Regions from separate parts of the Mus musculus genome. Here all the other regions are linked to region 1. Evidence: chromatin contacts called from public Micro-C and promoter capture Hi-C data. All regions are on one chromosome and are shown on one strand. The core of a region is the stretch at or near the end of the contact, and the rest is flanking DNA. Distances in the headings are between cores, read along the strand shown. Region 1 holds the start of Frg2f1 (FSHD region gene 2 family member 1). Region 2 holds the start of Foxo6 (forkhead box O6). Region 3 overlaps Hivep3 (human immunodeficiency virus type I enhancer binding protein 3). Region 4 has its middle 11 kb from the start of Gm12865.

Evidence for each region. Promoter capture Hi-C pulls out the DNA fragments that hold promoters and counts their contacts. Hi-C and Micro-C count contacts between places; a contact is called where the count stands out from the background. Capture Hi-C pulls out chosen DNA fragments and counts their contacts.
Region 2: a contact with region 1 is called in a promoter capture Hi-C map of adipose tissue, with 2.6 times the contacts expected there. The contact joins the promoter of Foxo6 here to the promoter of Frg2f1 in region 1. A contact is called at or near these places in 1 of 39 promoter capture datasets (the 3T3-L1 cell line), 1 of 115 datasets of contacts at active chromatin or transcription factors (embryonic stem cells) and 1 of 9 other capture datasets (adipose tissue).
Region 3: a promoter capture Hi-C map of hippocampal neurons shows a contact between it and region 1, with 6 times the contacts expected there. The contact joins the enhancer-like site here to the promoter of Frg2f1 in region 1. A contact is called at or near these places in 6 of 39 promoter capture datasets (the 3T3-L1 cell line, embryonic stem cells, hippocampal neurons and 2 more), 2 of 484 Hi-C or Micro-C datasets (cerebellum and cerebral cortex), 5 of 115 datasets of contacts at active chromatin or transcription factors (astrocytes, embryonic basal ganglia, embryonic forebrain and 2 more) and 3 of 9 other capture datasets (adipose tissue, liver and macrophages).
Region 4: a contact with region 1 is called in a Micro-C map of embryonic stem cells, with 2.8 times the contacts expected there. The contact joins the enhancer-like site here to the promoter of Frg2f1 in region 1. A contact is called at or near these places in 1 of 39 promoter capture datasets (stem cell-derived epiblast-like cells), 2 of 484 Hi-C or Micro-C datasets (the G1E-ER4 cell line and embryonic stem cells) and 1 of 9 other capture datasets (liver).

What each region holds. Positions count from the first base shown.
Region 1 is chr4:119,536,196-119,543,007 of GRCm38.p6, forward strand. Frg2f1 (FSHD region gene 2 family member 1) reads right to left here and starts at 2,574. Exons shown (of 4, transcript NM_001004178.1): 1 at 2,413-2,574. It overlaps Foxj3 (forkhead box J3), which reads left to right and starts at 3,466. Exons shown (of 13, transcript NM_172699.3): 1 at 3,466-3,650.
Region 2 is chr4:120,283,548-120,290,359 of GRCm38.p6, forward strand. Foxo6 (forkhead box O6) reads right to left here and starts at 3,714. Exons shown (of 2, transcript NM_194060.1): 1 at 3,292-3,714. The coding sequence starts at 3,705.
Region 3 is chr4:120,126,622-120,133,433 of GRCm38.p6, forward strand. Hivep3 (human immunodeficiency virus type I enhancer binding protein 3) reads left to right here. Exons shown (of 9, transcript NM_010657.3): 7 at 1,655-1,741; 8 at 5,101-6,008. Among named protein-coding and RNA genes, the nearest start is that of Edn2, 31 kb to the right of the region's middle. Within about 2 kb of position 3,085, at least 44 of the 459 cell types and tissues checked have an H3K27ac peak or open chromatin away from gene starts, as enhancers often do. A contact at or near this core is called in cerebellum, cerebral cortex, embryonic basal ganglia and 1 more, where this site is marked.
Region 4 is chr4:119,005,763-119,012,574 of GRCm38.p6, forward strand. No RefSeq gene overlaps it. Among named protein-coding and RNA genes, the nearest start is that of Gm12865, 11 kb to the left of the region's middle. Within about 2 kb of position 2,994, at least 66 of the 459 cell types and tissues checked have an H3K27ac peak or open chromatin away from gene starts, as enhancers often do. A contact at or near this core is called in embryonic stem cells, where this site is marked.

The DNA of each region.
Region 1 (6,812 bases), core at 1,324-3,823:
TTTCCACCTGTTAATTTTTTTAAATTAATTTTATTGTCTATGTTTAAGGTATACAGTAAAATGTTATGGGATGAAAACCCATGGTGAACAGGTTACTATAGCAAAGCAAATTGACACATCTGTCTTCTTACCATTATTAATTTTTTTTTGTTTCTTTAGCCAGACCAGCTTACCTTCTATCCATAGCAGGAATCCCATATAAAGTACAATTTTATTGGTTCTCCACCTTTTGAATCTCTGTGGCCTCTGGTTCTGTTCCTCAAAGTCAGAGGTTTACCACCTGACCCTAGCAGGTATGTAAATCTGTTTTTTCTCTAATTCTATGCACCCTGTAAGCCAGAATGAATATCTCTGGACGGTATCTCAGAATTCTAAACAGTAAGAAGTCCAGTCCACGACTGATTTATTTATTTATTTATTTATTTATTTAGAGACAGGGTTTCTCTGTGTAGCCTGGAACTCACTTTGTAGACCAGGCTGGCCTCAAACTCAGAAATCTGCCTGCCCCTGCCTCCCAAGTGCTGGGATTAAAGGCGTGCGCCACCACTGCCTGTCCTGTCCATGACTTGTAAGAGGAAGTTGTATTCGTCAGGGTTCTCTAGAATCACAGAACTTATGCAATTCGTCAGGGTTCTCTAGAATCACAGAACTTATGCAACTTAACATATAGAGATATGTTAAGTGAATTTATTGTGATGACTGTGTGTCTGTAATCTAATAACTAACCTGACAATGGGCAGCTGTGCTATGTCTCCAGCAGAAGGTGTGGCCTAGATTAACAGTGTGGATCTGGGACTTGCTCTTTCCCAGGCTGACTTTGAACTCAGAGATCTTCCTTGCCTCAGTCTCCCGGGATTAAAGGCATGTACTACCTTGCCTGGGTGTAAACTTTTCATGGCCACTATGGCTCAAGATCTCCACGCCAAGATCTAGGTCTGAAACTTCTCTTCCAGCCTCAAGATCTGCATCACAGGTGTGCCCTCCAATTCTGATTGTAGTTCATTCCAGATAAAGTTGACAACCAGGAATAGCCATTACAGAGGTAGCCAAAGTGGTTTAGAGCCAAGTCCCTGCTTGTCTTTGTACTTTATCTTCTGGCTGACTCTACTTAAGTGTCTCAGAGAGATTCCTGACTATGGTCTTTTATGATCCTGATCTCCAGGTCAAATCCTGGTGACTCCTGGCTTCAATTTACCCCTCCCACAAACGGAAACAGCTGTATCAGTCTCTCTCTCTCTGTTTTTTGAGACAGGGTTTCTCTGTGTAGCCCTGGCTGTCCTGTAGCTCACTCTGTAGACCAGACTGGCCTTGAACTCAGAAATCCGTCTGCCCCTGCCCCCCAAGTGCTGGGATTAAAGGCGTCTGCCACCACTGCTTGGCTTTGTACCCGTCTCTTTAAGAGCAGCACCCAGGCTGCTTTTTAGTATTCTGTCTCAAGCCTAGGTGGAGGAAGGTGAACTTTGAGATCTGAGAGGCTGGGAAGGCTAGTGTTAATTATGTTCAACTGAGGAGCCACTTGATTGACCAGCCAACCAGGTAATTCTAATTCTCTCTATGAATCTGCGGTAGTCTACCCTTCCCCAGGAAGACTGGCAAGGGGGGTGGTGGGGGTATCCTCTTTGGGACTATGTTCTCCTTGTCATGATGTTATGTAATCAGTTTACTTATGTCTCACTAGACTATGAGTTCTTTGTTTTTGAGACAGAGTCCATGTGGCCCAGGGTGGCCTCAAACTTATCATTCTCTTGCCACAGTTTTCTTAGAGCTGAAGTTATGAGCATGCATCTAGATGAATTATTTTTCTAACTATTTATTGTGGTGTGTGTGTGTACACGTGTATAGCGCACTTACCACAGCATGTGTGTGGAATTGGTTCTTTTCTACTTTACATGGATTCCAGGGATTAGGTTCTGGTTCCAGGCTTGTGGAGTAATCTCCTTTACCTGTTGGGCCATCTTGCTAGCCCCTAGACTGAGTGCTTAAAAATATAAAAGCCCGTGTCTTATTTTCCTGTGTGGTTCTGTCCTAATTTAGGTCATCACCTTGTCCCTGGGTAGTGCCCCCTCTGACTTCCTACCCTGTACTCTAAGCAGAGCATTCACTGTTTAAAGCTCTGGAGAGACTGTCAATAGCCCACAAGATACCCCTCTGTCCTTATCTTTTACCTCTCCCGACCCTCGCTACTTCTAACACTCACAGGGATGTTCTAACCACAATTACATCAAATCCCTTCACTTCTTTCAAACCTCTGATTCAAGTTGCCTTATTATTGTGGCTCACCCAGGCAGCTCTTTTTAAAAGGATTTTCCTTCTAGTGTTCCACACAGCTCTGTCCTGAGTGCTCCTCCCCAATCCCCCAAGGTATCATTCAATGTTTTCTAACATTATTACATAATTCATAATTTTTATCACCTTTCTGCCCATGAGGGAATGATACTTGCCCCTCCACCGGCCTTTTCTGTTCACTGATTAATCTGAAGCACTACAGTAGTGCCTGGTACAATGACTTTTTATGTCTTTGTTGGACAAATGAGTGGATAAACCTTTAGAATTCCCATTGCCAGGAGATGCTTGACAGATGAAAGTGTTCAATGCTCCATGAAGGAATGGAAGGATGGTTTCACACTGTCTTAGCTCAGCAAGGTTGCCAGGGTCAATTCTCTCAGACCTTTGCTTTCTCAATCAACCAAACTCACTGACATCCATCTAACCATCTAATGTCCAAATACTGAGCAACTGCTCTTCACTTGCTGTTCTTGAGGCTGCAGGGAAGAGTACGTGACTTAACGCGGCTTCTGCGCAGCAAATACCTACCAAGTGTAACAGGATAGCACAGATTGTCAACGCTAACAGTTCAGAGGTAGGACCAGGGAAGACCAAAGGGAAAGTCCAAAGTTTACCAGAAGTCTGAACAACCCTACTAAAGGCTCCACCTGTTGATAGTGAGGCCACGACCTGGCCAGCTAACTTGAGATGGAGAGGATGACGCGGCAGGGGTAATGACAAGATGACATGCCTGGGTAGGGAGGGGCCTCGAACCCGGGTTCTTGACATTCCGAAGGACGCGTGTCCCCAAGCAAGGTCCAAAGCGCCCCGGTGGCGGCCGGGAAAATCCGCGCTGGGTGCTTGACGGGGCCGCGCAGAGGCAGAGGCTGGAAGGCGGGGAGGTCACGAGGCGCATTCCTCAGGAGTTGGAATCCCGGGAGTGGGGCCGGGGCCGCCTCGGCCAGCCGCTGTCAAGTCCGAGGCGCAAACACTGCAAGGCGCTCCGCACCGCCCACCGCCGGTTCCCGCTGGCCGCAAGCAGGCAGAGCCGCGGGAGCTCAGAGGCACTACTTGTCCCCGCGGAGGGATCCCTCGCACATCGCGCAGCAACGACGGGGCGGGCCGTGGAGCCGAGGACGCCGGGCCGGGAGCGCTGAGACGTCGCGGGAGGCGGGGGTGGGAGGGAGCGGGTCGGGAAGTAGTTCCGGGTGCGCGGCCCCGGATGTTGGCTGCTCCCGCCGCCGCTGCCGCCGCCGCCGCCACTCTCGGCGCCGCTCCGGGCCTGGGCCGCTCTCTGAGGGCGCCGTTGGGACCTTTCGCGGGGAACGGAGACGCACGCAGCGGCCGGAGGCTCGGCCGGGCCGTCCCGGCCTGCGTAGCCTGAGGTGAGCACGCGTCGCCAGGGTCTCGTCGGGGCTGGGGCGGCGGGCGGGGAGGCGGGGCTGGGGCATCTCCCGGGACGCGGGCGGGGGCTGCCCTGGGCGAGCGGCGCTCGCCGTCCTCGGCGCACGCTCCCTGTGGCCGGCGGTGGGCGCCAGGCTGGGCCGGCCGGGTGGCGGCCCTCCCTCACCCGCGGCGCCACTCCTCAGCTGCCGCTGCCCCTCAGCCCGACGCCGCGCGCGCCCGCCCCTCCCCCAGGTGGGCCCGCGCTGCGGATGCCGGGGCCGCGGAGGACCGCGACAGTCGCGCCCTCGTCGCTCCGTGACCTGCACCTGGTCCGGGCTCGTCCTGTTCCCGGCGCGATGCGGCGTCCCCTCCTCGCCCTCCAGGCGCTATTCTGCCGGGAAGGCGGCCGCTGCCTTGTGGGTCGCGGGTGCCCTGCGGGGCTGAAATGGCTGGGGCGAGGGTCCCACCTTCTCTCCCATCCTGTCCCCGGGCCCTTCTCTGGCATTGGGGGAAAGGCAGCCTTCGCATGCGGACGTGTTGCTGCTGTCCTGCGTGTGTTGCATCCTGCCCACGTGGTAGTGCCCCGTCCCTCCCACTCCCTCCATTTTTTGCAGTTGGTTGAGATGTTTTTTGTTTTTTTTTTTTCCCCCGCCCTGCTTTACTCCCCTCCACCCCGTGATTTCTTCCGGGCAGCGTGGGGAAGGTGTTAAGGTCAGTTTGTTTTGCCGAGGATGACTTGTTTGATGGAAGAATCAAGAGTTGTACTCTTAGGAAATTGAGACTACTAGGGGATCGACCAGATCTTAGTTAATTGACATCTTTTCAGTACCAGTAGCTCTTGCTCTTCTCTACTGCTTAATTCTCCAGAGAGCAGGCGCTTGCAACTGATGTGTTGGTGTGTACGGTTTTCCTTTCTCTATTCTACTTTCTTGTGTCACTGTGGCCTAGTATTTTCTAGTCTGTGTTGATGCAGGGCTCAAGTTGTTGCTACATTTCTGAATGAGTCGTGTCGGGGCGCTCGAAACTGGTGGGCTTCTTTTCACCTTTCACTGTTTATTTGCCTTTAGTTTTTCCTTGTGTTTTGTACCCTAGTGAGAAAGCATGCATGTTCTATTGGGTGTAATATACGTAGATTTTTCTCTAGTAGAAGGACTAGGTAGTCCTGCTTGCTGCTTTTGCAGAAAGTTCTTTATTCCACATCTCTAAAATGCACTAGGTACTATTGGGCTCTGTTTTTTAACACTGTTTTGAAATACATGTCTCCCTCCCCATCTCCCTTTAAGCTCTTTCAGGTTAACATTTACATCTTTCTGTGTTTCGCTCTTGGGAGACCACAGATTGCTCTCTTTACAGTAGCAGTGACAGACGCCTTTCTTTTATTCTTTTTAAAATCATAGTATTTATGGAGAAAACGATAGCTGCTGCTTTATTTTTTTTCCAAGTGATCCCCATTTTTATGATAGGAAGGGCTATGTAGATGTGATTTCATTTTTGAGTGTTTTGTTTTAGGTGAACTTGAAGCTCTTCCCTGTTTGGTTTAATATTGGAATTGAGGTGGGCCGTGTTCTCTGTTGTGGGCTGCTAGGGAGTTTCTCATGCCTTTATTAGGTGTTTTGTGGATGAGGTCAAGATTGTTTATTTTGGCTTTCAGTTTGTTAGTTTGGGTGAAATAAAACTTACTGTTTTGAAGTCACTCTTTCGATGTGAAAATTTCCAATATTCTCCTGTTTTTCAAACTGAAGATTTCCCTTTTTTCATCTTAATTTTAGATAGTCTTAAGTAGACCAGGGTGTCCTTTTATTCAGTGTGGTGAGGGCTGGCCTTGAACTCTTGGTCTTGCCTTCACTTCCCAAGTACTGAAATTACAGACTGTGTTACTACTCTAACTGCCTACATTGTAGTCTAAAATGTATTTTTGATAGTGCCTTTCCCCTATTTATCTGATACAAGTGACAGCACATTCTTCCTTTTTCCTTCTATGTAGAATAATAGTATTGAAATACAGATTCTATCTGTTTTCATTACACTAAGTATGGGTGGGGCAGTGAGAAATAGATGTTCTGCTATTCTCTGAGGCACATTTTTATAGCAGAGCAGTCAGCATTTGTATACTTCTGTAAAATACAGTGCTATGAGCTAAGATTTCAACTTCTGTTGAAAAGGAGTAGAAGTTGTCTCTACTTATGGAGAAGTAGCTTTATACGCACCAGTTCTGTGTATTAAATAACAGCAGACTTATATGTGAAATAGTGCAACCAAATAAGTGGTATGAAAAAGGAATTTTCATAAAAAATAAAAAAGGTGAGGAGGCAAGTGTGTTTAGAAGATTACAGGGACTGTCACAGAGTGTTGCACTGGTGAATAATATGTGTACTTACAAGATTGGCTAGGGTACCTTGGGGAGGATCTGTCAGGACAGATTTGGTTTGGTAGGCTGCTGTATGCTTTTTTTTTTTTTTTTTTTTTTTTGAGACAGGGTTTCTCTGTATAGCCCTGGCTGTCCTGGAACTCACTCTGTAGACCAGGCTGGCCTCGAACTCAGAAATCCGCCTGCCTCTGCCTCCCGAGTGCTGGGATTAAAGGCGTGCGCCACCACGCCCGGCTTGCTGTATGCTTTCTTAAGACAGCGAAACGACGTATCTGAAGAAGGTCTCTATGTCAGCTGAGTGTGCAGGAAATGGGAGCCTGACCAGAGTATTCTTGGAGAGTTTTAGGAATAATAGTCTGACATAAGAAACTGGTTGTGAAATAAAACAATAGCATTTATTGAATGCTTTAAAGCATTCCCACAATTGTTGTAAGCTCTTACATGTATTTACTTTATTAAGTCTTCATCTTAATGTCTTATAATCATGAAGTGACTTAGGTAGGTTCCTACCTATGCATTTGATTATCATTTACAGTGGGTAGTCAGGTGAGCTGTGGATTTGCAGTGATGGGCCTACAGTAAGTGGTAGTAAAACACTTGAGTAAATCTTTTTCAGGGAGGTGGGGGGATATTGTATAGTGGGAAAACCTGGGGAATTGTTTTTTTTTCCTCCTTGAGACAGGGTTTCTCTATAACCCTGGCTGTCTGGAATTCACTCACAAGACCAGAATGGCCTTGAACTCAGAAGTTTGCTCGCCTCTGCATCCCAAGTGCTGGGATTAAAGGCATGCAC
Region 2 (6,812 bases), core at 2,464-4,963, 750 kb after region 1:
AGCTGAGAGGGAAAGAAAGGGAGGGTCTACTGTGGGAGCCACAACTCCAGGGCCACAACTCTAGGGCCACTACACTCCTTGCCAAGCCCTGAGCCCAGGCTTGATACTCTCTGTCCCCAGGGGGAATGGCACTAGCCCTTATGGTACAACCACAGATAGTCCCAACTCTCCAGGCCTCTGTCTGGTTTGGGTGGCCTGAGTCTGTCTGTCCTCTGCAGCACTGGGACCCCCTCTCCTCATTACAGATGGAACTTTAGGACAAAGGCCCAGTACATCAGCTTTTCTCTTCCCTTCCTTTCTGAAGGTGACCACTCCACCTTTGCAGGATCACTTCCGGTCAGCCCAAGAGCCCTAGGTTCTAGTTTGCAACTGCATGCACCCCCAAATCCAGCAGGCACAGTTCCTCCTCTCTGCTTTTGAACGTGCAGTTTCTTCACCCCATCACAAAACTATCTCCCTAATTTTCCCTAACCAAGAAGACACCCCCAGATCAAAGCCAACCCCTCCGTGAGAGAACATCGGACTCCCCAGAATATGGAACTCACTTTCCCCAGCCCTTTGCCCCACCCACCAGCCTTTCCCATCTCAAAAAAAAAAAAACAGGGTCTGAATGTGGAAGCTGCTCAGAGCAATGCATCCTGAAGGTGGGGCCAAGAACTTTGGTCCCCGTAAGGAGTCATAGCACCCTCTGACCCCCATGGGATTGAGGTATGGTACCATTCAGGCTTTCAAGGGCAACACTTTTGTGGGGGATGAAATGGATGAAGGAATAATGGATGCCTGGTCCTGGCACCTGAGGTGTTCCCAGCCTTGGTCAAGCTGAGATTGAGAGCTGGAGATAGCTCCTCCTCCAGGCTTCTGAAGGAATTGACTGGGAGTGCCAGAAGGGGTTCAAGGGCAGTAAGTTCCAGGAATGAGAGAGAATGGAGGCACCCTGGGGGAACAGGAGTGTAAAAGGGGACACCCAATGATGAGACAGGTTGAATTAGATCCCCTCCAGTGTCTGGGTGGTTTCTTGCCAGGACCAAAAGTAAAAGCAAAGCTTGGGGCTGCTCACCCAGTGCTCCAGTCCAGGACTGGGAATGAGGTACAGGGAGGACCAGCATGCCCCTAACAGTATGGTGCGGTGGGAACTGCAGTCAATGGGCAGATAGATTCGGGTCCTTATCCAGGGCTTACTGCTTGCTGACACTCTCAGGGGAGAGTCCTATTACCTCCCCAGGCCTCAGTCTCACAGTCTGAGAAATGAACTCATGGGGCTCAATTATCTCTAAGCACGCTGCCATCATATCCTATGTTTTATGTCGGCCTCTGTTCAACACCAGCAGCAGCTTCCTCTCGCCAGGGCTAGCCAGGCATGTTCCAGAGGCTTGCTGGGACCGGGAGAGGTGGGTGACATACCTTGGTTGGAGTAGAACCTTAGGCAGTTAATTGACTCTCGTCCTCTGGGCCTCAGAGACCACCCCTATGAATGGTTATAGTAAAACCCAGCTCAGGGACTACTGAGAGCTTTAAAGATATGGGAAGAGTCTGGCACAGAGCTCGGCCCCAACATGCTTGCTCAGAACTGCAGCTGCCTCCAGGCTTCTAGCTTCAAATCCCTGCTTCCTATCTTTCCCCAGTCTCCTTCATCCATCCAAACCTGCTGGAGCTCTGCCTCTTACAGGAAGCCCTCCTGATCTGCTCAGGTCCTGGCACTCTTCGCCAATCCACAGTCTCTTTTACCATCTACCCATCTCTTTACTCTCAGCATGCATACACTGGTGGCTTCTTGGGCCAGACTCTCTGTAAGGTGCCATGGGGACAGAAGAGTCCTAACACTGACACCGTCGTTCAAAAGTAAAGGAGGGAGGGAGGGAGCAGGAGGTAGGGCACACATGATTGACTCATGATGCATGCCTTAGGGCCAGGAAAAAAAAAGGTGGGTAGGTGGGAGTCCTGAGCTAGCTAACAAGTGTTAGGGAAGGCTTCTTGGAGGAGGCACTGGGACCCTGTGCCCTGAGGAGAGTGACTACATCTCTGGGAAGGAGTGGAAGGAAGGTGGACACAGCAGACAAGAAGCAGAGCAAGCCCAAGAGCAGGGCACACTTGAGAGAAAGTTGTATTCTGGTGGGAACTGAGATGTAGGGGACTGGAAAATGGAGGGGATGAGACTCAGGTCTACTTCTGTGTCTTGTGTTCCTGCCCCATAATGGTCAAGGAGAGCCAAAGAAGATGCCAGTGTACAGGAATCCCAAGAGCCGGGGGCTCCCAGATCAGGACTCCCAAGTGCATCTAGATCTGGCCATGGCTGCTGCCCCTCTCCTCAGATCTTGCTGCCAATCAACACCCCAAACAGCCTCATCTCTGGTCACAGACATGTCTTCCTCACAGTGACTACCTCTCCCACAAGAGGTCCCCTCATGCCTTTTCACCCCCAAGTGCATAGGCTAGCCCCATTTCCCAACAAGATGGACAGAGGAGGAGCTGGATCTAGAAGCTACAATCCAGTAAAGCCCCCATCCAAGTCTTCTCCCAAGATGGCTCTCCCCTTTCCACTGCCTGCCACTGAGGTCTCTCTAGGGGTGCCCCACTCCTTAAGTGCATCTGAGCCCAGAAAGCCAGGGAAGTGAGAGATAAGTTGCCCGAGTGGGTAGAAATAGACCCCCCCCCCAGACCTCAACACCATTCCCACAAGTCCCAGCAGGGAGCCTAAAGCACCTCCCCCACCCCATGCTGTACCAGGGAAGGGGCTGACAACTGCCCCATGAAGAACTCATCTCCGGTGGTCTGCCATGCTTTTCACCCCGACTAGGCTCCAGGATGAACTCTCAACACTATAGAAAGAATTGCATGGGGTTGGGGGGGGGGGAGGCTTGATCTGTTAGCACTCTTCACCATGGGGCCAGTGTCAGGAAGGCCAGGGAAGATTTGAGAGGGAAAGCAGACAGGAGCCCCGGGTCATGACTCCAGCTCTTTAAAGCAAGTACCCTGGTGGAGAGGGTAAAACAAGTCACACAAAACAAAGGGGGCTCCCTACTGTCCGTGGTCTGGAAATGAGTTATGCTATTATACGCTCAATGACAGGCCAGGGATAATCCTCTGGGATGCCTCAAAAAGGTATCCCCTGTCACCCTACCAGACCTCCAATCCCGCGCATCCTTCCTAGGGGACATGAATGAATACAGCTGCTGCCAGCATGCCCCCGCCTGTCAACTGACCTGCCCCACGCCCTGGGCGCGCACTCCATGACCCCTAGGGGTGTTCCAGAGCCCCCCTCCCTGTAGCCTGCCCGGAGCCCGGATGCCCCACCTTCCAGCCGGCCGAGCTGTTGCTGTCGCCTTTATCCTTGAAGTAGGGCACGTAGCGGACCATCCAGTCGTAGATCTGCGAGAGCGTGAGTCTCTTGTCCGGGGCGCTCTCGATGGCTTTGGTGATGAGGTCGGCGTAGGAAAGGTTCCCCCACGCGTTCCGTCGGGAGCTCTTCGCTTTCCGCAAGGGTCCGACCTCTGCGCCCAGCGGAGGCGCTGGGGCCATCGCTGGGGCCGTCGCCCTGCGTTCCGGCCCGCAGTCCTCGGAACCCTCGGCTACTCCTGCACCCAGCGCCCCGTCCTCGTCGCCGGCCAAGTCCGGCTGCGGCAGAGGCCAGGTACACGAGCGCGGCCGGCTCTGCGGCGCGAAGTCCGGGTCCACGTCCACCTGATGCGCTCGCAGCTTCGCAGCCATGGTCCCGCCCGGCTCGGGCGAGGCAGGGAGGGAGGCTCCGCGGAGGGTGGGCGCGCGGCTCTGGGATCTGCGCGCCCCGGGGAGGCCCGCGGGAGGGGTCCCTGGCGGCGCCGGCTCAACCGCGGGGCGCCATGGGCCGGGGAGCGGAGGCAGGAGGCTGGACAAACTGGCGAGCACGGAGGGAGGCAAAGACCCAGGCAGTGAGGGGGCGGCGGCCCGGGAGCCCAGCGGGCACACACCTCGCCCAGCCCAGCTTCTAGCACCTGCCGCCTGTCTGTGCCCGCAGCCACCACCGCCACCGCCGCTGCCGCCGCTCCGCGGGCGCCGGTCCCGCGCGCGGGCCCCGCTCTCCCGGGACGAGGCTGGCTTGCACCATGCCGGAGCCCGAGCCCGTGCCAGAGCCCGCGCCGCCGCCGCCCCGTGAATGCCGCCGCCGCTCCGGCTCCAGCGCCAGCTCCCGCGCCTGCCGCGCTCAGCGCCGGCTGCACCTCGGGATGGGCGGGGGACGGGGACGGGGCGGACCCGGAGCAAAAGGAGGCGGGGCGTGCTCGCCCAGGGCCGCGGAATCCTTGCTTACTGGGTGCCCCGCCTGCTGACTGTGGGGGGCGTGGAGCTCCCGCTAAGGGCGACCCCGCCGAAGCCCCGCACGCCACAGCGCCCCCTAGGGAGCAGGCGAGAAACGTCTGGCGCGGCCCCGCCCCCTGCCGGGCTCGGGGAGGGCAACGTAGGGGCGGATCCCGAGTGCTTCCATTGGTGCACAGCGGGGCTGCCCCGCCCACAACCTTCAAAGGATTCCTCCCAGGAGCGCGTCAGCAGGTTATTGTTACAACCCGGGGTTTCCCGGGGCAACAGAAATGGGGCGGGGCTCGGAACACTGGTCCCTCCCCGCTTCTACCATCCCCAGAAATGCCCCGCCCTCCTCTTCTGGACCCTTGACGTTTCCAAGTCTTCCTTCCAACAGCCAGACTAAGGGTTGATCTAACTCTCGTCTCTTTGTGCCATGGACCAGTCTAGGGAAAAGAAATGGTTTGATAATTCCTGGATTGTAGGCCAGGCGTTATACCACAACCCTACCTGTTCTCTGTGCAAATGGGGCTTCCTGGGCTTTTACTGTGCTTGCAAGCACAATTTTAGAGCATTGGTTCTCAAAGTTCAGTGTGTGGTAGGTTTTATCCTACAGAGGATTAAAACAGATGCCTGAACCCCGACCGTCGAGTGTCTGGCGGCAGGTCTGTGCTGGGGCCGAGACTTCACATTTCTAGCAAGCTGACAGGCACTAGGGACCTCACTTTAGGTACCACTGTCTTCCAGGCTGTGGAAGGTTCCCAAAGGGGCTGTTGAAACAAGTGCTCACCCCCAAAGTTAAGAACGGTTGGGGAGGAACTCACTCGTTTAATGGGTATATATTGAACATTTTCATTGTTCCTGTCTTCTTTCAGGGCTCTATGGTAAGAGCAGCAAATGGAGACAAATGAGGTCCCTACTGTATAGACTAGTAGAGGACTCAGATGTTAATCCCATCGTCACGTGACCTCAAAGGGAGCAGCTCCTAAGAGGTTATGCAGTCCATTACCTCATCCCAAAGGGTCCGGGAGGCTAAGTCTCCAGTCACCACTCCATCTGCCAGCCTATGCTCAGGCTATGCCGTATGCCTACAAACATTCCCAGCTGTGAGGCCTCCACCAAAACTCAGCTTAAACATCAGTCTAACCCTGGCACTTCTTCTAACTCAAACCCCCTCACATGCCTGACTATTCCCTGCTTGCCCAGATGCTTGCTGCCCTGCCAGCAAACCTTCATGTCCCTTTGGCACAGTCTCCTGTTTTGCTGATCAGGAAACTGAGGTCCAGAGTGGGGGAAGCAACCTACCAAAATTAACATGTCCAACACTAGAGTTTCCAAGTCTTAACCTCCTCCTGGCCAGTACCTGCTTCCTAAAGGGACTAGGGAGGTGGAGTTCTCTGGGCAGTAGAAGAGCTGTATTCTCACTAAGGGAAACAGCCTCCTCTTTAAAAACTTCCTTTCCTCAGATTGAAGCCCAGGGAGAGGATAGAAGTAAGTGAAAGCAGGTAGGGCTTTGATTGACAGGCTGGAGCTCTCCCAGGGGATGGGGGATGGAGCAAGCCCATTTTGCAGATGATTAACATCAGCCTGAGTCACGTCCCAAAGGCAGGGGTGGGTATGGGAACTATGTGCTACCCCCTTACATATACACATGCTCCAGGTGGTTCTGTTTAGAACCATCCAGGGCTGAAATCACTGCTGGCCCCTTCCCACAGTTCATAGATGCCCTTCTTGCCTGGGGAGTCAACACTGGCTCTACTTCTTGAGTTCCTTGGAGGCTAGCTTCTTGCCATCCTTGAGATCAGGCCTGGCTCTTAGTGTGACATGAGAGCTTGCTGGGGACCACACCATGGCTGGATGAAACTTAGCTGGGGGTTCTGGCACAGGCTGTCACTGCAGGGTTGGGAAGCCAGGTTGGCAGAAATGCCCAGAGGCTGACTCAGGATCTGCTCTGCCCCTGCCTGCCTAGTGGCCACAGCTGCTGTCTGTCCTGTCCTCTGGGGCCTATGTCTGGCACGGTCAGCTCCCTAACACACTCACTAGGGCACACTGACTTTCTTGTTCACTCACAGGCTTGTTCACTCCCTGCTTACACACACTCATCAGGAGGCAATCTGACCGTGATCCAAAGGAGTATGGCAAGTCATTTCGCTGCTCGGAGCCCCTGTTTTCTACCCTGCCGTCATGTATCACCATGATGCTGCCTTCCCAGGACGCCTGAAGTATGAAATAAGACTCTGAACAATAGTACCAGGCTCAGAATCAGTCCAGAAACGATTCTTGTTGCTCATGTGTATTTTCCCCGGCTCACATAGTCTCCACGGCTCATATGATGAGCACACACCTCCACTCACATTCACTGGCTCGCTTACCCAATGCCCTATATTCAAAGTCTAGTTACATAATCCTTATCTTCCTCTGGTTTTCTTAACCATTGGCTCCTCCCTCCCCTCCCCCATGCAAGCTCTCCAGCTCAGTGTCCTTTCACTGCGACCCACTCCCACACCCATTCAGCTCCCTAACAAGCTCCTATTTGCTTACCT
Region 3 (6,812 bases), core at 1,835-4,334, 590 kb after region 1:
TCTCCATCCAGGTGCAGGAAGGAGGCCCAAGCTGGGCAGGGTAGAGTTGGATGATGAGTGGGAAGAGAAGGAGTTAGTCCTCTCTAGTCTTGGCCATCGTATTCACCCAATCTCACTTGTGCTTCCCCAGCAGCCTCAGCCGAAAACCTGACGTTTCTGAGTGGAGATCACCCTTGGTTAGGCTATGTTCATCTGTCTGTCCATCTCTCTTCCCATTAGCTCTGTCTCCTGTCTACTCATCTAACAGTGTCCCTGTTCATGCGCCCCCCCCCCACGCACACACACACACACACACACACACACACACACACACACACACACACACAGGTTTTCTTGTCCCCACCCCCGGCTCTATCTGTCTGCCCATTCTCCTTTTCCCCTCTGGACTGGCCTCCCATACATTCCCACGTGTGGACATCCATCCTCCGATCATGTAGCCGCCCATCTTTCCATCTGCTTACAGGCCAACTTCCACCAGTTCCCCTGTTTATTTTTCCCCGTGGACCTTGCCTCCTCTGTCTGCCTGCCTGCCATCGGCTTCTCCTCCAGTGTCCATCTGTCCTCATGCTTCTATCTTTCTCTCCATGTTCCTCCATTCGCCATACCTCGTCCCCCTGTGCACTCGTTCCCAGAGACTCCATCTTTCCATTCTACCTCCTTCCGTCCATCCATTCAGACTCAACAATTTAAGGCTCATGGGACAGCGTACCTGACCCCGGGAGCTTCAGACATGTTATAGGATCAGCCATGTGGAAATACAACAGTCCTCAGAGCACAACCCAAAGGAACTTCCTGTGACGTCTGTCTGTGTTCTCTGGGGACAGGACAGGGAGCTTAGCCTCTCCTCCCTGAACCTGCTGTCCACAGAGCTCCTCACCCTGCAGCCTGTCACAGGTGTGCACCATGGAGAACCTGACATCACTGTTGCTGTTGTTGTTACCCTGGCCTCAGAAGCTATCGCTCCAGTTCCCCAGCCTATGGGGCCAGGCCTACAACTTGGGGCAGTACCTCAGGGCTTCACAGAGCCTTGGACAACCCATTCCCATAGCACTCTAGTCCTCTGTCTGCACTGTGCCCCAGAGAGGGGGCTGTCCCTAAGACAGTCCCAGCCTGCGTCCCAGAGCCTGTGGGGCTCATGTCCCTTGCTGCTCACCTCACTGCTCCTGCAAGGAACCATGCCCTGCTTTCTCTGCTTAGACCCTAAGGATTGGCCTGATTGTAGTATACTCGGTCAGAAGAACTTCTCAGCCCGCAGCTACTGTATTAGTCATGAGAATCCCATGTCACTCCAGCATTTAAGATTGCAAATCATCTTATCTGAGTGTGCCACCAGCCCCGGGGCCCAAACATAAGACAGAAGCAGAAGAAAAAAAATGCACCTGAGTGGTCTTTCAACTTCTCTGTGTTTTAACCAGCATCTCTGGTTCTCACTGTACCCTGCCCCCTCCCCCCCAGCTGCATGCCCTCCCTGCCCCAGCTCCTGTGTTTGACCTTCTGTAGCAGTTACAGTTGCATAGTCTGGCTGCATGCTGGAGCACAGGAGGCCTTGGCCCCTGCCCAGCCCTCGGCACTTGTGTAAGGAGCTGTGGCCTGGCAGCTGTGTATTGCCCTCCCCCTACCACCAGGCCATGAGTCTGTTCTCATTTCTTTCCAGGGAATCTGACTAAGCACATGAAGTCGAAAGCCCACAGCAAAAAGTGCCAAGAGACGGGGGTGCTGGAGGAGCTGGAAGCCGAAGAAGGTACTGTACCAACCTCCTCTTTCCCTAACTCCCTCTCCACTTCACATCCCTCCCCCTTACCCCTGACCTTCCCCCTTTCCAGACACCCTCATTTCTACTACTGTTCCCCTTCCTCTCTCTCCCTCCCACCATCTTTCCCTTCTATGTCCTCCCTTCTAGTTTGCTGAACAACTGGGAAGCAGCAAATGTTAAATTCATAAAATGCTCCCCAGTGCCACAGAGCCAGTCACTGTGCAGTTCAGTATAACCTAGTGTTCCAGCAGAAAGCCAGCCCCAACGGGAACTCGGCGCACCCAGTGTGTGCCAAGCACAGTCTAAACACGTGCCTTGAGTTGTCTTAGTGGGACCTGGATAGATCTTCAGGCACTTAACTAGAAGTCTCTTCTGATAGGAACCTGCAATGTGGTCTGTGGGACTGCGAGTGTCACTGAGAAAGGCAAAGCTAGATCGGGTAGGTCCATCCCTTCTCGGCCCTGACACATCACTACAACCTGACTATGGTCCTCCAGCATCAGAAACAAGCTAGAGGCAGACTGATAGCAGACAAGGCAGGGGACACGGGTAAGGAGGGAGGCCAGAGGGGCTGCGGCAGATAGAATGACAAACCTTAGCTGTAGATTCTCAGGAGTCAGGGTCAGGGCTTAGTGTGACAAGACGAAGAAGGGAGTGGGTCAGGGGGGTGGGGGGCAGAGAAGAAAGGAGAAAGCTGTGGTTTTTATTTTCTGTTTGTGAAGCAATCTAACAAGAGTTAGATCATGTTTCTTTTAACACTGAATAAACCAATGTTTACAACAATCCACTCAAAGCACTGTCTTCACAAATTATAATGTGAGGCCCCCATGTTGTCAAAATGCATGCCAGGCTACTATAGATGGTGTCCTGGCGAGGGCCCTGTAACATAAGCCCAGACATGGGACCATGAAGGACCATGAAAGACAGGGGGCCTTGGCTGACCTCTATCCTCTATCCTTGAGTATAATGGGAGTGATACATATGTCCTCTGCCTGTGTGCGGAGAACTCCAGCAGGGGTGTAGGGATGTGATCTAGGCCAGACACATGAGCACAGTTCAGGTGAGAAGTGGTCTGATTCCAGATGCTTTCAGAGACTGAGCCCATAGATGGTCCTGCTACATCATAGAGGGCAGAGGAGGGGAGGGAAAGGGCCAGGGATGGCTCCAAGCTTTGTAACCTAAGAGACTGGAAGGATGGAGTTGTTACTTCATGCACCAAGGCAGACCCAGCGACGGGCATTAGGATCTGGGTATCCTAAACATAGAGTTGGTAGCAGGAACTGCCCTGAAGAGCACCAAGCCAGGATGCCCTAGCTCCAGCACACTGCTAAGGAATGGGTTGTCAGCCACTGCCACCCTGTGGCCAGTCTTAGAAACTGCACCCAGAAGGTTCTGTCCAGTGCCTTCCACTAGATTTGAAAGCACTAAAGGCAGAAAAAGGCCCATATGGAATATCAGGAAAGGGGGGGGGGGTGCTGAGCAGGCAGGGGAACCCTTTAGATGCCTGCAGGAATCAGATGTGGAGTGCCTGAAGTAGTGTGGTCTGGAGAGGGCTTCTTCCATCATCCCCGCCACACTGGGACTCATACAGGGGGCCTTCACTTTCTCCTCAGTAAAGAAGGGCTTTGGGGCCTGTCTTGATGGATGTCAGGAGATGCTGGCCCCAACTCCCTCCCCAGTCAGGACCCTGCTTCAGCCTTCATGTGCAGATGCTAACAGTGCCACCCTGGCCACCTGCCTATGGGAGGGGGAGACACAGACAGAGGAGATGGTAGCAGACACAAAAGGACATAAACCAGCCATTGTCACCCAGCAAGAGGAGGGCAGGGTGGGGATTCGTGGCTGCATCTGCTTCTCAAAGCATAATGCCATTTTGAACTGTAGTGTGAGACGTGAGGACTATGAACCTTAGTTCTGACTAGGCCAGGAGATAGCTGGATGATTGTGGGGCAGGCCGTGGCCTTCTCCACGCTTGGGTTTCACTATGTGAGTGAGGGCCAGGGCTGAGTAAAACCTGAGGCCTGCAGTCAGGGCTCCTGCCAAAGTCCTAGGTCAGCAGAATGAGCTGATGCAGGGCTTTGCCCCTCCCTCCATCCCCTGTCTGTTATGTCTCCCATCACCCATTCCCCTCGAGGCCTCGTCTCTTCGCTCCCATCTGCCCAAACTCTGCCCTTGGAACCTCCCTCTGCCTGACAACTCCTTCTCTACACACAATTTTCTCTCTCTTTCCTAGTGAATGTTCACGTTATCCACTTTGGTACCTGACCATGGAGGTGTTAGCATCACTGTTTCTGGCCCTCCTGGGCATGGTGGAGAGCCAGGGCTCGGGGACTATCTTTCCTGACCAGGAGAAAATGGAATATTGGTGCCCGGGCGAGCGATAGGGATAGTGGACACATTAGGCCACCTGGAACCAGTTCAAACTGGTCATGTCACAGCAGTCTAGTGATGGGCCAACAGAGCACAAACTCTCCAGGTCATCCCCCAGATTGTGGACAGCTGACCATTTCAGGGATGCCTCGGTCTCCATTGCTGATGGTGGCACAGCCTCACCAGCTGATGGAAACCTCCACTCCATAAGAATCCAGACCCGGAAGCTGACGTTCAGAGTGCTCCACAGGGCAGGAATGGCAGGGGTCAGGCCTGCCCTAAAGACTGAGGCCAGCCTAGCCCAGCAACTCACAGAAGCTAAACTCTGCCATCTGCCCAGAGCCGCTGTGTAGGCCAGCCTGGTCATGTTAGCATCTGGTTTGCATTTTAACTGACCGTGACTGTCTGCTGGACCAGCCAGCATGCCCTGTCCCAGAGTGATAGATGCCATCAGTAATGGGGTCATAGTGGCTGTAATTATCTGGGCCCTTGCTGTGTACCAGGCCTGCATTATTTTTTCCTCTCAGAAAAAGCCATACAGTGAGACATCCACTTAACAAAAGGAGAGACTGAGGCACAGCATTACAGCTGGCTCGTGGTGAAACCCACACTGAGAAACCAGAAAGCAGATGATCTTGTTTGCCCCAGTGAAGCCCTAGGCCTTACTTGGGAAGGTTACCTGATCCCCCTTACCTCGGTTTCCTTATCCACAGCATGAGCGTAAGAATAGAACCCCCAGTTCCCCAGTGATGCCAGGATTCTTTGAGGGCTACATGAATTCACGTACCTAAAGCCCGCAGAGCTGAACTTGTTCGTCGAGGCATGAGGTCATTGTACACTATTATTTACAGAGTATTCTTCTATCTGCTATGTCACTTGGTCGTCTGCCACGTGGCACTGTGCCTAGTTGGCAGGCAGTGAAACCGGGCTTAGCCTGAAGTGGCTGTAATCTTGAGTATCCTGTGCTCTCCCCTCAGGAACCAGTGATGACCTGCACCAGGACTCAGAGGGGCAAGAGGGCGCCGAGGCTGTGGAGGAGCACCAGTTCTCAGACCTGGAGGACTCTGACTCAGACTCAGACCTGGATGAAGATGAGGAGGAGGAAGAGGAGGAGGAAGAGAGCCAGGATGAGCTGTCTGGGCCATGCTCGGAGGCAGCTCCGCCTTGCCTGCCCCCCACACTACAGGAGAACTCCTCACCCGTTGAGGGCCCTCAGGCTCCAGATAGCACTTCTGACGAGGTCCCGCAAGGCAGCTCCATCTCAGAAGCCACGCATTTGACCGCCAGCAGTTGTTCCACACCTAGCCGGGGTACCCAAGGCCTTCCCAGGCTGGGACTGGCCCCACTGGAGAAGGACATGAGCTCAGCCCCGAGTCCCAAGGCCACGTCCCCTAGGAGGCCGTGGTCCCCAAGCAAAGAAGCAGGCAGCCGCCCCTCACTCACTCGCAAACATTCACTCACCAAAAATGACTCGTCTCCCCAGCAATGTTCACCGGCCCGAGAAGCTCAGGCCTCAGTAACGAGCACACCTGGTCCCCAGATGGGCCCAGGAAGGGACCTGGGCCCTCACCTTTGTGGGTCTCCAAGACTGGAGCTGTCCTGTCTCACTCCCTACCCCATAGGAAGAGAAGCGCCCGCTGGACTCGAGCGTGCCACAGACACAGGCACCCCCAGATATTCACCCACCAGGAGATGGTCTCTGGGTCAGGCCGAGTCACCGCCACAGACAGTGCTGCCAGGGAAATGGGCCCTGGCTGGGCCCTGCAGCCCCTCAGCGGACAAGAGTGGCCTGGGCTTGGGGCCGGTTCCACGGGCCCTCCTCCAGCCCGTGCCTCTACCTCACACACTTCTCAGCAGAAGCCCTGAAACGTGCACCTCTGCATGGGTGAGTCCCTGCTGTGGCCCTCCCGGGGGTCAGAAGCTGCCCATTCACACCCTCTGCCCCTCACCCCAGAGCCAGGCCGGTATTCCTGGGCATGTGGCAAGCTTTTCTTAGGTCCCTGTGTCAGCTAGTTCATTGCACTTTGAGGCACCCTCAGAAGCCCCAGACATGGCTCTGGTGTTCACAGGCTCTGGGTTCAAGCCCTAGTGGGCAGTGTAGCCTTGGATATGGACGTAACACTTGTGTAATTCTTCGGCCATCACTTCCCTGTCCATGTATGTCCTTGGAGCAGTCGACAGCTTTACCAAAATCATCTGTCCCCATCTCCTCCCTGTGGAACTATGACAGCCTTGCCTCTGTCACCACCATGCCCCACCACACCCCGCTACTGCCCATCACCCTTCCTTGACAGTGCTTGCCTTACAGTATCTGTACCACTGCCTCACTGCCCCTCCCCCCACCCCCGAGGCTGACACTGTCCACGGCTGGCACTGTCCCTGTTGACATTTCTTACACTGTGCTGTCATGACCCCACAGCATCTCTCCTGGAAGAACACTAACTGAAGCATCTCTCTTGCCTCATTGAACTTCCTGTAGTGAAAGGTTGAGATCTTTGGGTGGGAATCCATATGCAAGGGTAAAGTTAGGCCAAGACCATCTTAAGAAGGGGAGAGGCAGAAGAGCCAAGGTAGACCAGGGTGAGCACAGAGCTCCCCCCACACCCCCCCACACCCCCACACACACACACAAGAGCTGCCTCCTACAGATGTGGGCCAACATGTACCTCTAAGTTGCCCAGTTGGAAGC
Region 4 (6,812 bases), core at 1,744-4,243, 530 kb before region 1:
AGGGACCTTCCTCAAGGACTGACTATGGCTGAGGGAAAGCATTTGCTGCATCAAACAGGGTTCAGAAACAGCAGGCACATGTGGCTCAGACCAGGCGTGGTGGCACAGGCCAAAAATCTCAGCACTCAAGAGGCAGGAGGACTGTGTGCTTGAGGCTAAATAGAGATCTGTCTCAAAAAATATAGTAGCTGGGCTGAGAGGAGGCAGCACATGCCTTTGAGGCCAGCACTTGGAAGGCAGAGGCAGGCAGATCTCTGCGAGTCGGAAGCCAGCCTACAGGTCTACAGAGTGAGTTCCAGAACAGCTCAGGCTGCACCGAGAAACCCTATCTCCAAAGAACAAAACAAAGAAACAAAACCGTGAGAGGTGACTCAGTAGTTAAGAGTGGTTGCTGTTCAGTCATAAGGACCAGAATTCGGAATCTAGCACTCGCATTGGGTAGCTCTCTACTACCTGGGACCTGAGGCCTGCTTCTGCCTAGAATGCTCTAGAATTCTCCAGTGACCACGTTTTACTGCTATGGCCACAGCAAGCAATTCGCATGTGCATTACATTGCTTTCCATTTCCCACATAAATAAATTTCTGTTATTGTTTGTTTGTGTGTATGTATGTATGTATGTATGTATGTATGATAATGAAATTTGTCCACTTTGCTGTGACTTTGTACAAGCCATTTAGCTGTATTGAGCCATAGTCCCTCCGTCTGAGCTATCTGGGCAGCATGAGCCTTCCCCACCTCACCTGGAGGCTCAAAGTCTTGCAGCCTCCACCCATCCCCTAGGCCTCAGGCAAGCTTCTGGGCAGAGGTGAGCCCTGCCTTCTGCCTCACTTCTCTCACTGCCCTCAAGTCTCCTCAGCTGGCCGCAGCTTGGTTTTTTGCCTCCCTCTACAAACAGGATTCCACTGAAGTCTCTATCTTGTCTCTTTAGCTCTCAAAGCTCTTCAGACTGGGGCTGTCCAAGTGTTCCTTCCTTTCCTTCTCCACAAGGTCTCTCTGTGTAGCCTTGACTGGCGTGGAGCCTCCTGTGTAGACTAAGCTGTCCTCAAAACTCACAGAGACCCACTTGTCTCTGCCTGCCGAGTGCAGGGAGGAAGGGCACGCTCCACCACACCCAGCGGTCCTCCTCGAAACCTAGGGACCAAGTGTCCTTGGTTACAGTCACCCAGGTTTCCTCCGCCCCCTCTGACCGCCGCTCTGATCCTGTGGAAGAGGACCTGGGGCCCTTTCCTGTCTCTTCATTCCCTTTGGATAACGTCAACCCAACCTACACCGCCCAGCACCGGAGAGGCTCCTGCTCCGGTGTCAGCCCCACCTGCCTGGAGCCCTGGGCCTGGTAGTGAACGTGGATAAGGTCCGAGCTCTCTGGAACATAACAGGCTTCCTAGGTTGTGGCCACCCAGAGCCAAAACCCAAGGCCACTCAGTGGGAGTTTTCTTCCCACTTTCAGGCAGCTCCCAAGCCCCCTGAGGACTTCCCTAGCCCTTTATTCCATTCATTCAGAGATATAATTATGGACCAGCAGACACTCCACTCCGGGGACCAGCTTCCTTCTGGCCCCTGGTTTTGTTTTGTCCCTCTGGACCTCTGGACTAGTCAAAAATATAGGAGGTAGGAGTGGTTGGTTGGTTGGTTGGTTGGTTGGTTAGTTGGTTGGTTGGTTTGGGGGTTGTATTTTGGGTTTTGGCTTTGTTTTAAAGATTTACTTTTAGTTTATGTGTATTCTGTGTGCATGGGTGTAAGTGCACCGTGTGTATACAGAGGCTGAGGAGGCCAAAAGGAAATGTCAGAAATACCCTGGAACTGGAGATACAACAGATTGCTAGCCACATGGCAGTGCTGGGACCCAGATCTGGGCCCTCTGCAGGAACAGCAAACACTTCTAACACGGAGCCATCATGTCTCCACACCCTTGCTTTGTTTTGTTTTGGTTTTGAGACAAGGCCTCAGTTTTGAAACAAGTTCTCAGGTAGCCAAGGCTTACCTCAGACTTAGTCTACAGCTGAGGATGACCTTGACCCTTGACCTTCAGAGTCTCCAGCCTCCTGCTGGGACTGCAGGCATGTGTTCCAGTGCCAGGCCTGCCATTGTGTGTGTCTGTGACTGAGCACGTCCTACACCACATCAGATATGGAGGGCTGTACCTAGACTTCACGTACTTATTCACCCTTCACAACCCCGAGAGAGACAGGCTGTTCTTAGCTGAGACGAGAGGGGCACCATACAGAAGGGAGCGGATCAGGCTTGCACAGTTAGCCACAAGAGTTCCCACCCTGTTGTGCATCCATAGCTGGCTCTTTGAGCAGAACAACCCATAGGCTAGCAGCCCTTCCATCCTCCCGGGATCTGAGAACCCTTCTGTGTAGCTCAAACCCTTTTCAGCTACCCCACCTACCCACCCACCTTTGCTCTGTCTCTTGGCCATACCCCTCCCCTGCCTACCTACGCCCACCCCATCTAAAGTACTTGTCAGTTCAACCCTACCTCCATCTGTCAAAACGTTTATATCCTTCAAGCCAAACAAAACGGCTTTTCTTGCCTGTGCTGAAAGAGCCGTGATGGAGGGCTAACTTGGGGAGACCGTGGATCTGAGAACATGGGGGGGAGTAAGACCAGATTATCATAAGGAACCTTTCTTGATCAGAGAGTCTAGAATTCTTGCTTTCAGGAGGCCCTTGAAACAAAGGTAGACTTGTCCTTTAACCTTCACAGAATGAAGAGAATGTCAGGCCTAGGAAGGACTTCAGAGGAAAAAAAAAACCCACTCCCTTCTCTTTGCCCCCAGGGATGCCTACGCCCAGGGAGGGGCAGAGGCCTGGCGGACCTTCTGGCTGATGGTGGGAGGAAAGGCCGTGCTCGCTTGCCTACTACAGGACCCATCTCAGCAGGTCCCCAGGCTGCAGAGAAAAGAGTGGGAGGGGCCTGGAAGAGCGACTGCTGTGGAGCCTGGCTCTGAGCCTGTCTGGCCAGGCCTGCTGGGCTCCAGGAGGCCTCAGTAGTTTTCCATAGCCAGTAGGCCAACAGCCTGGGCCATGTGCTACCCTCTCCCCTTGCCCTCCACATTCCTCTGCATATTCAGGCAGGACAGCGGCATTCTTTGGAGCTGGAGAAAAAGCAGGGATAGGGGCAGAAACCCAGATATATGCAAGATTTTCAGATAAGAGTTTGGCCAGAAACACGGGGGTCAGGAGAGATCACAAAGATGCCAATAAGGTGAAGCGTCCCAGACCCGCAGAGCCACGTCCAGCCGTTGCTCCAAAGATGTGGCAGGTCCCTTCTCAGAGGCATGCACAGATAAGACTACCACAGAGATGCACGTTCCCACCCCAGGCCACCCCCATGCCTCTGCCATCCCAAACTGTCTCATCTATAACAAACAAGAGACGCGGAATGTGTACGGGCCTTTAGTTCCAGAACAGCAACTGGAATTCCTTATTCTGTTCCCAGGAGCTGGGGTGGATCTCTGCACATCTCCACCACTGTGGCCCTTTCTTTGGGTCCTGACATTCCATCTGTGTGGACAGAGTAGAGAGACTTCTGGGAAGCCCTTTCCTTGATTCCATCCAATCCACTCTCTCCTCCTACATCTCTGCTCTCATCTGGTTTCCTCCCTCCGGCCCTATGGCTGTTAACCAAGAGATTGACTGAATACATTTATGGGATCCATCATACAGAAAGACCAGGAAGGAGACCTTAAGCACACACCAACCTTGTGCTGCAGGCTTCCCTCTAGCTGTTTTGTGATCACCTAGGAGCAAAGCCAGCGTGCTAGCTGGCTGCCTGCACTTAACTCCATGCTTGGGGAGGGCAGAAGAGAGCCGCAGACCCAGCTAGCTTTCCACCTTAGTTGAACTCTTTGAGCCTCTCATTTCTGGTTTATCAATTGGGAATAAAATGCTATCTAACTCTCAAGGAAACAGTTGATTATGGTGCCTAATTTCAGGTAATGGCTTTAACCAAGCAGGGAGCTAGGACAAATCAGTTGATAATACAGCTTTTCCCTGTCTGATGAAAACTTCACGATTAACTGGGAACTTGGGAGCCCTGTCCAGAGTACAGCTCTCAGCCCATGGGCCCCTCACCTTCATACCCACAGGCCCCCAGCCATACCACTTGTTCCCACGCTGCCCAGTCAGCCGGATGGGATTTGAAGCCCCAAGGGATCAACTGGGACTGCACAGAAGCCGCCTTGTCCCAGGGGGGACTCTTTGGTCACGTTGATGGTGCCCAACCCACCTCCACCAGGCCAGCCAGCTTCAAGGGTTTGCACCGGATTTCCTGGCTGGGTGCCCAGCACCCTGCAGGCTGTTTGGGGACACACGGTGTAGGAACAGCGGGGTCTCTGAGAGAGGTTCCCACCTAGCTCTCTCCGCCCACTTCCAACTAGGTATCTGAGCTAGATTCCCAGCACCACCCTAGAAGGGCATAGATAGGACCTTCTATCCACTTCCCCCATCCTGGGCATCCTGAGAGATGAGGGATTGCTCCATAAAAGACTTGGAACTTGAGAAGGGCTCTCAAGATGAGCTCATTCAGGAAAGATGGGGAGAGGCAAGCGGGGGGATGGGTGGGGAGTCAGTTTTCAGTATGGTCAGCTCAGAGCTTTCTGGGTGAGATTGGTGGCCTTTGGGTGGGGCTTTTCTGGGTCTGAGTTAGAAGCTAGTGCAGATGTGCCAGGTCCAGATGTTGGGATCTTATCTTAGTATTCAGAGTTTGGGTGTTGAGAATCCTTATCTGGATGTGGGGGTCCTGGCAAAGATTCTGAATCCAGAAAGATGTATGTCATGGACGCCTATCTGATGCATCTGGTCCATCTTCTCTTAGGATGGAGTTTTCACTCCATCAGAGGGTCGGGGCTCTCTGCAGCCTGGATGTTGGAGCCCAGTCAGTGTTCATGATCTGGAGCTGTGAGCTCTCTGGGTGCTCCATGGTCCAGATTTGGATGATCGATGCTGGTGAACCAGATCCAGGTGTGAATGTACACTCTGGGATAGTGTGGGAACCCTGGACAGGAACATAGAGCCCAGTCCCAGCCCCTACCATGGACCAGAAGACAGACATCACTGAGAGTCCATCTCCTGCCCCAGCTCAAGACCCCTCTAGACCAGCAAAAGCAGGGAGCAGGGCAGCTCAGTTTGATATCCTTCAACTCAAGCCTTGAAGACAGAGACCACACAGTAGCTGGGATCAGTCGTCCTCACAGAGGCTGAGCAGAGGCACTTGTTTCCCAGCCCTGGCTTGTTTTGTTTCCCCACAAAATGGAAGAGCCAGCTGTGGTGTTCCCCAGGGCCCCCACCGTGGGGTGTCTGCAAACATTCACAGGAGCCAGCATGCTCACAAGACACACACTCCTCACTCCAGCCTGCCTGCTCTTCCTACAGTGATCTTTCCCCAGAAGGCCCTTGTCTCTCCTTTCCCTCCCCCACCCCTACCAACCCCTCAGGCTCCTTGTGTTCCGGGAACTCTGTGCCCACACATGCACACACCCCACACAGGTGCCTTTTCAGACCAGGATTTCAGCTGTTCTCACTCTGATGTCTCAGGCAGACCCAGGTCCAGCCTGGTTCTCTCCGTGGGCTGGGAGCTCACTGCGATCATGGCCCTATTTACTGCTGGCTCTATTCTCGACAGCCATGCTTGGCTGGGCCACCACCACGTGCTGGCAGGTGATCCTTTCAGAAGAAGAATCTCTTTAGTCTCTAATGCCCCGGATTGGGGGGGGGCAGGGGGGCGTAGGCAGTAATCGGATTTGGGGGGCCTGTCTCCTGACCACACCAATCCTCCTTTCCAGGCTGCTGGACCCATGTGATAGTTGGTCTGAAGCGGCAGGAAGTCCTCAAGGATGTGGGCTCTGGGATGTGTAGCTGGGACAGTGTCTGTCTACTTCTCCTAATGAGGAGCAGACAGAAATCAGAGCAATCACAGCATAGAATCCAGACAGAGCAGTCAGCTGGCTCCCCGGGCCACTCTGGGAAGTTAAGCAGCCATGCTCTTGGGGAAGCACACATGTGCACATGCATACAAAACTCTCACACAGAGGCTTCTGGGACAGATTCTGGACCAGGCATTGCTAACAGCATTTCTAGCTTTCAAAGCAGCCTTGTAGGAGTCGTTAGCCTCCTTTGACCGAAAAGGAAACTGAGGCTTAGAAAAGAATGTGAAGCCACACAAATGCTAAGTATGGAATCGGAATTCAGGGTTGTGTCCTTTGCACAGGGAAGCACACGCCTTTCACACGCTTGCACTGAACTCCAAAATCATAGTTAACTACGAAAGCCTTCAGAACTATGTGAGGTTCTGAAAGGGCGGCCTCATCTGGAGCATACCATTTCACAGGATGAAAGAAAGGATGTGTTTCGGTTTTCAGCTTACAAAATGGCAGAGTCCAAACTAGAATTCAGACCACCATTGTCACATAGACACATGTGTCCGTAGCACACACCACCCATTTTAGCGGAAGACTCACACATAGCCTGTGGGCACACATCCACCACACCCACACTCAGTCCCATATACTTTACTTACCTTCGTGGGTCTGCACATGCAGCACCACATACGTGTACTAGCATGTACAGACATGAACATAGATGTGGATGCATTCGATCACACATGAGACCCATTTAGGTAAATTCACTTGCACATAATTTCTGCAGTCACACATAGGCACACACCCATGTTCCCACACTCATGCAATCACATATCTTCTCTACCTCCTACTGCAGAGGGGGAGGCTGACCCTAATCAGACACAGCTAAGGCTAGACCCTGGTAGAAGCTAAACCCTGAAGTGTTTGGGTTTTCAGGGGAGGGGGCT